Linked DNA regions of Mus musculus: all the other regions are linked to region 2. Evidence: chromatin contacts called from public Hi-C and promoter capture Hi-C data. All regions are on one chromosome and are shown on one strand. The core of a region is the stretch at or near the end of the contact, and the rest is flanking DNA. Distances in the headings are between cores, read along the strand shown.

Evidence for each region. A called contact is a pair of places that touch in the nucleus more often than the background predicts. Capture Hi-C pulls out chosen DNA fragments and counts their contacts.
Region 1: a Hi-C map of uterus shows a contact between it and region 2, with 1.8 times the contacts expected there. The contact joins the enhancer-like site here to the promoter of 4930523C07Rik in region 2. A contact is called at or near these places in 2 of 39 promoter capture datasets (both in embryonic stem cells), 24 of 484 Hi-C or Micro-C datasets (the AML12 cell line, B cells, CD8 T cells and 12 more), 11 of 115 datasets of contacts at active chromatin or transcription factors (the 230-238 cell line, CD4 single positive thymocytes, the SCID.adh cell line and 8 more) and 4 of 9 other capture datasets (adipose tissue, embryonic stem cells, liver and 1 more).
Region 3: a promoter capture Hi-C map of liver shows a contact between it and region 2. The contact joins the promoter of Mrps14 here to the promoter of 4930523C07Rik in region 2. A contact is called at or near these places in 9 of 39 promoter capture datasets (the 3T3-L1 cell line, 3T3-L1-derived adipocytes, embryonic stem cells and 5 more), 1 of 15 datasets of contacts at CTCF or cohesin (CD8 T cells), 5 of 484 Hi-C or Micro-C datasets (B cells, CD4 T cells, LSK cells and 2 more), 1 of 115 datasets of contacts at active chromatin or transcription factors (effector CD8 T cells) and 2 of 9 other capture datasets (adipose tissue and liver).

What each region holds. Positions count from the first base shown.
Region 1 is chr1:159,900,106-159,903,272 of GRCm38.p6, forward strand. All of the region lies in intron 18 of Tnr (tenascin R), which reads left to right. Among named protein-coding and RNA genes, the nearest start is that of Gm31348, 120 kb to the left of the region's middle. Within about 2 kb of position 1,481, at least 20 of the 459 cell types and tissues checked have an H3K27ac peak or open chromatin away from gene starts, as enhancers often do. A contact at or near this core is called in uterus, where this site is marked.
Region 2 is chr1:160,043,041-160,046,226 of GRCm38.p6, forward strand. It overlaps 4930523C07Rik (RIKEN cDNA 4930523C07 gene), which reads left to right and starts at 1,340. Exons shown (of 3, transcript NM_001162896.1): 1 at 1,340-1,713. Gm37294 (predicted gene, 37294) reads right to left here and starts at 1,277. Exons shown (of 2, transcript NR_168324.1): 1 at 1,108-1,277.
Region 3 is chr1:160,193,955-160,197,126 of GRCm38.p6, forward strand. Mrps14 (mitochondrial ribosomal protein S14) reads left to right here and starts at 1,261. Exons shown (of 3, transcript NM_025474.4): 1 at 1,261-1,357; 2 at 2,992-3,150. The coding sequence starts at 1,313.

The sequences.
Region 1 (3,167 bases), core at 231-2,730, 140 kb before region 2:
CTGCAGTGTCTACTTCCTGTCCCAGCCCCTCTACCCTTTCTGCCTCTGCCAAGAGGAAAGTTAACGAAAGAATAAAATACAAGGTTGTTTGCTCCCAAATAGTGGGGTTAGGAGTGTTACAGAAAAGGGAAAGCAGACAAAGTGAAAAGCAGAATTTCTTCACCTGATCCAAGATCGAAAGGCTGCCTGTCTGGACCCCACAGGTGTGAGTTTATCCTGCCGAGGAAGACTGGGGAACACTGAAAGTTCCATGACAGTACACCAAGGCTGAAGGAGTTAGAGGCTAATTTCCTTTTGGCTGCTCGCATCCTTTCCAACTTACTTGGCAGTCTCTGCATTTTCTACTCACCTGCATCTTATTCTGAGGATGTGCTGATCCTGTGAGAGGTTTTGGTGCCTTTTCTGATAGACAACAGAGTTTAAAGGTTGCCTTCAAAGTGGCCTCTGTGACTGACAAACACTCACCCTGTCCTGGGACAGGACTCACTTGAGCAGATGCTTGTATAATGGTCTGGGAAAGAGATGAGATGTCAATAATTAATAATAATATTTTTCTTTTTTCTATTTATTGAAAATAGATTATTTTTTCTCACACAATATATCCTGATTACGGTTTCCCTTTCTTCTGATCCTCCCAGTTCCTCCCCAGCATCGTGATAGAAAAGGCCTAGCTGGCCTAGAAACCTCCCCTGATCAAGATGCCTTTTCTTATGTTCATACCACATGATCCGAGCCCATTCCAATCTTTCCATCATGTTAATAGCTTCCTGTCCTCTTGTCTCTGGTGTTTGCACAAGACTCCAGGGGGAATTATGTACAAGTGGTATGGGAGAGAAAAAAATATAGATACATTATTTATAATTTGCTGCCTCCTGAAATTTCATCCAAGGTCTACTTGTCTTTTAGAGACATGAATTTAAATGAGGAAACAAATATTCCCTGCAGAGCCACGGGGACTTGGCGAAATGATCTTCGGAGAGGCAGGTTTCATTGTCTCTTTTAATACTATAAAAGGCAAACAAGACTCACACTGAAGCTCATCCGCAGAGTCAGTAAACACTATAAAAGGGTTGTCTTGACCTTGAGGTTAAGTGAAGAGGTAGCTAGAGATGAGTAATGAGGTGAGGTTGTGGTTTTGTTTATTTTGCTTTTGTATTTTTATTCTTGTTTTATTGCCTTTGCCCCCTGCTATCTTCCTTCCAGGTCAGGCTGTTCCATGAAGTAATTTTTGGGTCTTCTCTGACATAAAACACTTTTTTTTTTTAGGTTGTAAAAAATGAATGGAAATTGGCAAATTCTAGGCTCCAAAGCAGTGGGTAGTAGACTTTAAAAAAAAGTCATGGTTACCAGGATTTCTGTTGGAAAAGGAAGCCTGCTAATCTGTACATCTGGGCATCACAAGTGCCTCTACCCAGGCAGCAGCTGGGGGGTCCCACTGCTCTGCCACTTACACACAGTTGGATGTTTTATTTCCCTGAGAAACAAAAGAACAAAAGATGCCTGGCAGGAGACAGAGGCAGAGACAGAGAGAGAAGTGTGCACACATGCATGCAGGAGCGCGAGCACACACACACACACACACACACACACACACACACACACACACACACACACACACACAGACAGACACACACAGTCCCAGACACACAGAGGAAGGTCTGCCTTCGCCTTTTCTAAGGCCTGGCTACGGAGAAGAAAGTAGTATACTAATCATACCATACGAATATCCCATCCCAAGCCAAGCAAATTAACATCTAAATGTCAGATCAAAGGTTTGGATTAGTGAAACAGCCCCCCCCCCCCCCCGCCTTTATTGTGTGTTCTCAGTATCAGCCTCCAAGGTCCCTCTCCATATTCCCTCAGTTATTTCCTTTTGCCCTGGCCCTTTTTCTGTCTTTGACATACAACCATCCAAACATGTCCATCTGGAAGCCTCTTGTTCCTGCCTTTGCAAAGCATACTCTTATAGAACTGTTTGTGATTACCAATGATCTAAATGTGTCTAACGTGTTTTGGATTATATAACTCATCGGACATTATTTTCTGTTTGGGCACTTTTACATTCATGTGTCCTTCACTTCAAATTACTGTGAAATATTACTTGACGTGTGCCCATCCGTCACCTTTGGCTCTCCACTCTCTCAGATTGTCTGCAGCCTTTCACAGTCCCACACAGTGCTTGCACTATGTGCCTTCAGAGTATTCATCTGTGAACCAGTGAGGTGTGCGAAGGTTGTATACCCAAAGAGGAATTGAAATGTGTGGTATGTGCTTGTACAGTTTTAAGTACTTACAGGTTGGACACACAGGGATGCTCTTGTTTTCTGGACACACCATTCCTAACAACTTGACACAGTCCAGCCTGGTCCAGCATTGAAATTTTTAGCAGTCTGATAAGTATAGTCGATGTCTCGTTACTTTTGATGAATCATGTTAACAGTACGTTTGAATTTAAACCTCTCTCCCCGTTTGTCAGACATTTGATTTCCTTTGGTGGTAAATTACCTGTTCGTATCATTTGCTTATTTTCCCATCAGGGTTCCCCACAGTATTATCCAGCATTACTTGAACCTCTAACATCCTTAGTACAAAGGCTTTTCTTACCAATAGCTCCAAAGATTTTCTTCAATATTCTTCTGTCCTCTTTGTGATCTATTGTCATGCTTTGTTCATTTCATATGTGGCATTCACCTGGGATACGGTTTCATTTTTCTTTATAGAGTGAGCCAGTTTTACCAGCATCATCCACTAAGTAAGTTCATTGATTTGAATGCTTTCCTGTATATTACATTCACACATGCATATAATCTGCCTCTGAACTCTGAATTATCTATTTTATGCCATGCTCTGTTCATCTGTGTTTTTTTAAAAATCAAAGCCTAAAAATTTTGTGTTTATATCTAGAGTTAATCTTAACACGTTGACACATGGTAAGGCAAGCTTCCTTGGCTCCCATTCTCGAGGTTCACTTAGCTATTTGATGGCACTTAATTTTCCGTGGGTGTCATGTCATGTGCATTATCCCACTTAGGTATGAAGTCCTCCAAGTGAAATTTACAGTAGAATTGAAATGTACTTACTTGTAAGTTAATTTGAGAAGAACTGACAGCCATATGATAGCAAGTTATCCCTTCTAAAACGCATAGACTGGATCTTTATTTATCTAC
Region 2 (3,186 bases), core at 90-2,589:
GGGCAAATTACATCTCACACAGGTCCGGTGTAGGTCCTGGGGGAGACTCGGTCTCCAATCACCGCACCGGGTTTGCACTTAAGGTTTCCTGTCATTCCCCAAGCCTGTCTTCCTCCAGCTCCCTGGTCCATTAGACCCTAGACCCCTGCTTCAGATTTGACACACAATGGAAGCCTTCCATCCACCACTAAATTGTTGGTGGAATCCATCTATAGCTGTCTCTTGCTAAAACTGTCTTCTTTCAGAGCCTGATCGTCCCCCTGCCCTACCCACTTAACCGTACTACTCCCACCCCCAACCCCACCCCCACAACAGATCACTTGGACCACTCTTCTTATTATCATTCAAATCTAGATCTATGTAGGGCATAGTGAAACACGTCCTTAAACCCAGCAAATTTCTGTGAGGCCAACCTGTTTCTACATTGTGAGTTCCAGGCCTGCCGGGGCTATATAGTGAGACTCGGTTTCAAAGGAACAACAACAGATCTAGATCGAGTTCTCTCTGTGGGATTTCTGGGGGAAAACCTCTACTTAATCTGCCTTTGGAAGAAGACTACAGGACCAACTATCCTTGGCATTTCTGGATGAATGCTGGGTTTTCTCTTTGGCCTTTCAACCCAGAGCCAGCTGGCTTCTCTTGAGTAAACCGGAACTCTCTTGTTTCCCGGTTGTGACAGTTAGCTTCACCAATCATTTTAATTCAGGCACCCAAAGGCCGAAGGACCCTATGGCTCAGGCCCAGCCACTGGAAAGCAAGCACCAGCTGCGCACCCTCCTGACACCTACAATCCAATGAGTAGAACCTCCGGTCTTTATCATGGCAAGATCTCTCAAGGTCATTCCGGGGAAGCCCCTAGATACTCCACAGCCGCTTCTGCCTATCACACCTTCCCAACTTCCCTGCAGAAGCCTTGGAGGCACTGAGCAAGCTCTCTACCACCCCACCTTTACATTTGGGGGCGGAGTTAGACAAACAAGAGATCTGAATATAAGCTCACAAGGAGTAAATAAAATGAAAAGGGAGAACTTTTGAAGTTAGTTGTCCCTGCCTCCTGCGCTCCTAACATCTCCAGGTAACTCCCATGGAGCGCACACACAAAGATACCTTGTCACGAGGCACCGGGGATTGCTCTCCCTTTAGACACCCCAGCCCTTTTCCTGGAAGGTGACTTTATTCCACAGCACGGGGCTGTTATTTTTTCCTTAGGCCAGGGTTGGGAGTTTACACCCCACGTCTCTGGGAACACTGGCGCGTCTGTGAGCAAAGTTGGCTCTGGCGTCCTGAAGGAGGCGTGCTCGGGGCGGAGGGGCAAAAGAACGTCACAGTGGGGCGGAGTGGGGACACTGGCCGGGAGACCCGGAGGAAGGACACCCGCGCTGCGTGTGCTGTGGCGTGTGCCTCCTAGTTTAAGGTAGGAGTTGGGCTGAGGAGAGACAGAGCCAGCCAGTCAGATTCAGGAAGTTGCGTTCCTGACCTCAGTAGCAGAGCTGGGTGCGGTGAAACCTCAGCCAGGGACGCAGGGGGCGCTTTCCTCCACATCACACTGGTGGCACCCACTGACCGGCAGCGCCGCCTCTCTCCCGGGACCTGGCAGTGGGAGGGAGAGGCAGGAGCAGGGACCCAGACCTCACCCTTGTGCCCAAGTCACTTCAGAGCACCGGAACAGAGCCAGCGGTCCCGCCGGCGGGAAGCCTTCCAACGGACCCAAAGGTGAGTTTCAAAACTTTCTGTATCGCTTTGTGCTGTTGTTTTCAAAATAAGTTTGGGAGCTGCCCCGCTGTGGAAGGGGACTTTCCCATAGAAGAGTGAATCCGCCCCTGAGAGAAGTGAGATAAAGGGGTTATTTCTAAGAAGCCGTTTGCACAGTTGCTTTCATTCTTTCCTCCTAGAGGTCTCTCACCTTCTCTCTGCTCCTGGCCTGACACATGGGCTCCTCTGGAGTTTGGGGTGGAGTTCTCAGCTCCAGTTGACACCAGCTGCAGGTAGGAGCCATTTGAAAAGGACCAGATGGACATTGTCTAAACGGGCAAAGTCAGTATTTGAGATGCTCCTAAAATCATACCCTCTGGGATTTAAAAACAAAACAAAACCAAACAAACAAACAAACTCATTCTAAAAGAAACTATAATTTCAATGGGGCTAAAAGACTTACCAGACTGAAAATGTGGCCTGGAGCCAAGGGGTGGAGTGAGATCTGTATGCCATTCTGAGTCTCTAGAGAGTTTGTGTGACACATTTTTTTTCCTGAACTTTCCCAACTCTCTAAATGGTCCTTGATCTTCTTCCCACCCAGAAAGGTGGATTGGAAAACACAGCAGGTCCTGTTTTGAAGGGCTATGTAGGAATGATTTGTGTAACAGTAGTTAAGTAAATGATAGCCGGATAGCTGTTGTTTTCAACACCAGTCCTGCCTATCTGAAAGGGAACCCAAAGCAAAGACTAGTGCTTGCCCTAATGAACACCAGCCAGCCAGCCATGAGAATCCGCAGGCCTGCTCTGCCCAGTCTGCTCAATGAGGAAGGCTAGGAATGCAGCACCCAAGCCACTCCAAGCTCCTGCCTGCCAAAGCCTTTATGCTACATCCACCATTGGAAAGAGAGAGAGAACCTGGAGCTAATTTTAGGGAATCTTCATTCTGAAGTATTGTTGGGGACCAAGAACAAGTCTTAAATGGACACGGGTGCATCTTGTTCTTAACCCTTTTACAAAGTTTATCAACGCCACCTAAAGAGCCCTGCAACTGAAAGGTACTGCTGCGTTAAACGCAGCTGTGTCTGGTTTGTTTGTGTTTTGTAATTTTTTTTAATTAAATTTTCACATTCTATAGTTATGGGTAGGATAGTTTTGCAAGGGTCTCTCCTAGCTTTGAGCTAAAATTCAGATCTATCAACCACTTAGTCTGATATGTCTTCCCTTGGCCTGGTACCTCCCTTCTTCTGAAATTCTGCCTCCCCTTCTATACCCATGACACCGTTCTAGGAAAGAGGCCCATTACAAAACAACATTTCGGGCACTGTCAACATTTTGCCTACAGAATCAAAAGAGGTGAAAGCCACAGGATCAAACCCAAGAAGATAATAAACAGTCAGCAGGCTTCTGCACCAGTTTTAACGTGGAAGGGGCACACTCATTAGCTAAGCATCACTGTACCTACTGTGTGTTGGGCAATGTGCCAGGGCTATG
Region 3 (3,172 bases), core at 11-2,510, 150 kb after region 2:
GTTGTTTTTTTGAGACAGGGTTTCTCTGTATAGCCCTGGCTGTCCTGAAACTCACTTTGTAGACCAGGCTGTCCTCGAACTCAGAAATCCACCTGCCTCTGCCTCCCGAGTGCTGGAATTAAAGGCGAGTGCCACCACGCCCGGCCCTAAAACTCATTTCTTACTCTATAGCCTATAAACATATCTTTCTGACTTTCAAGCCCCTTCCAGAAGTTTGGCTTTCTGAAATTGTAACACATTAGTGAAACTTTTCCTGTTTTTAATTGAAAAGAAATATTTTTATACAGCATATTTCCCCTCCCTCATCTCCTCCAAGATCTTCCCACTTCCCTTCCTATCTAACTCCCGATGAAAACAAACAGGCATCTTAAAACAACAGAAACATAATAAAAGAGTTTGCCGTGTACCCATATCTTGAGATGACTGTAGATGATGCCCAATTATGTTGTGTGTGGCGTGGGGGTGAGTGGGAATGAGTTTTAACCAGGGTTTGATGCTGCTTGCTGGTCTAGGACTTTTTAGATCTTAGTATGATGGCAGGGACTCCTGGTTGTCTTATCCTGCCAAATGGTTTCAGTCAGAGTTTCCCTAGCCCATTAGAAATGTTCACTAACTTGTAACGCTTAAAGAAAAAAACTCTCCTTCTTCCTGGGAGCTTCCTGTGTAAAGAGCCCAATGGGCTGTTCCTCACTGCACCCATCAACACATCTAGGAGACAGGCTAGGAAGATGGCAGGAAAGTGCCCTGTACTAAAGGGAAAACAGCAGGCACATGCACACACACCACTACCGCCGTCCAACCCACAGAGACAAAAACGTAAAACCTATACAACCTTAATACAGATATGATATAATATAATAAAATAAATATAATATATATAATATAATACATATTTAAACCCTTGGCGTGCAAGCAGAAACTCTATCAGGGCCACTACCATCTTCTTTACAGCAGAAATGTGACCAGTGCCAGTTCTGCAGGATGAGTGACAAATGCTGCCAAGCTTCCGCCGGGTGGCGCCAACGCGCAGAACACAGGCGCAGGCTGGGCGGGGCTGGGACAGAGGAACAGCAAGGGCCAGGAGAGATCGCGCAGGCTCACTATTCTCCTACTGCCTAAGTGGGCGGTCCGCATGGATGATTTGCTTATCTATGAAATAACGCGAGAGTTATTTCAAATCCCGCACCTACCCTCTCCCTCTCTATAGGCTAAATCCTGCCCTGGACCCGCCCTTTGGGGCATAAGCCCCGCCTCCACAGAACCTGTTTCCGGTGTTGTACTGCGGCGGTGGTTGGCTGGCTGGGCAGACAACATGGCGGCGTCCGTGCTAGGCTCGCTGCTGCGGACCTTCCGGCAGGTCAGGCCCCTGCCTTTCTCGCCAGCCTACCCCTTCCCTGATTTCCGTGTCCTGTGGGTCCCTCGTAACCCTGTCACCTGTAATGCGCACGGAGGACCGATCCCAAGGCTCCTATCTGCTTTCCCGTCCTGGCTAGGTTAGGAGAGCCCAGAGCAGCAGTCGAGGGCTTGGTATTCAGGTGTGATCCGTCATGTGAAAGCTGCGAGAATGACTCCGGGTTATAAGGAGCCGAGTGTGAGTGGAGAAGAGAGGGGAGAGTCGGATGATTGAGACCTCAGAGGCTCCGATTATGCAAAGAGACTGTAGGGAACTAGCTGTCAGCCAGTGGTGGCTTGGAAGCAGGTGGTGACAATTTCGAATGGGGAGCAGGCCATTCCGCTAAAGCAGAATTAGTTAAAGGAAGGGCCGAGAATTGGCTGTAGAGTTAAGGAGTGGGAGTGTTATGATGCGGATAGAAACTGGAACGAGCAGCAAAGGACGTTGGAGAAGTCTTGGATAGTTTTGTTGGGGAGGGGTGTCAACTAGAGGGAGACCTGGGTGGACCTGGGTTGTTTTTTCTTTACTGTGACATTGCGTCATATCTGTATATTAGAGTGGGGGAACACTGATATAAAGAATAGGGAAGAATCGCTGGAGATCTGCCTTTTTTTTGCAGGCAAGAGGTGATATAGTCTGTGTATGAATTTTGATTTTAGGAATGTGGTTAAGTCATGAATAGCAGTTTCGTCCAGTAGAATTGTAATGCAAACCACAAGGATAATTTAAATATTTTCTAATATTTATATTGAAGTTTAAAAAGGAGGTGCGGTTAATTTTGATAGATATTTTTAGTCAGGTCTATCCTTATCCTAACAAGTCAAAATTAGAATGACTTATGTGACATTTGCATTCTTCTGTTGGAAGCAGGTTTCAAAGTCTGTGTATCTGACACTTAAAATATATATATATCGCAGTTGGGATGCTAACTTTTGCAGTTGGACCAAAACCAAACTTTTAAGCGAGTTAATACCAAGAATTATGTCCCCACTTGTACTGCTTACAGTTCCAGTGCGTATTAGCTGTATCCATGGTTCATGGCCACTGTAATGGACAGAGGTGTCATATAACCAATGAGAGGGGTGTAGAGTGTAGTACAAATACTGCCGAGGGGGCACAGGTATGGTAGTGGGAGTTTGGAAATTCTCTCCAGATTGCTTCTAATTTTATAACTAAGGGTACTGAAGTCATCAGAACCTGAGGGTGTGGGAGAAGGTAACAGTGACTTAAGAAAGAAGAATGAATACACCTGCAAATTGTCCCCAGATTTCCACCTGAGTTGTAGTATGCATGAGGTATGCACATGCACACACAAATAAATGCCATAAGTTACTTCCTAAAACTATTAAGTCTTCCCCCCATGAGATGGCTCAGTGGGTAAAATGCTTGCCACCAAGCCTGTGCAGTTCAATCTAAGGCCCCATGTTGTAGGGGGGTAACTGACTCACAGAAGCGTTGTCCTTGTCCACCCTCCACACATGCCCGTCCATACACAAGCACACATGTGCACTCAGACATGCCAAATAGAATTTAACTGCTCAAAGTCATTTAACGAGTGACTGAAAGTTTGTAGGATAATCCTTGTCTCTCTTTTTTAGGCAGTTCCTCCATCAGCGTCAGGTCAAGTTCGAGGTTACTATGTAGACTGGAGAATGTTGCGTGATTTGAAGAGACGGAAAATGGCTTATGAATATGCAGATGAGAGGCTTCGGATCAATTCGCTCAGAAAGAATACCATTTTGCCAAAGGACCTTCAGGTTAGCCAGTTGAGTCCCTTTC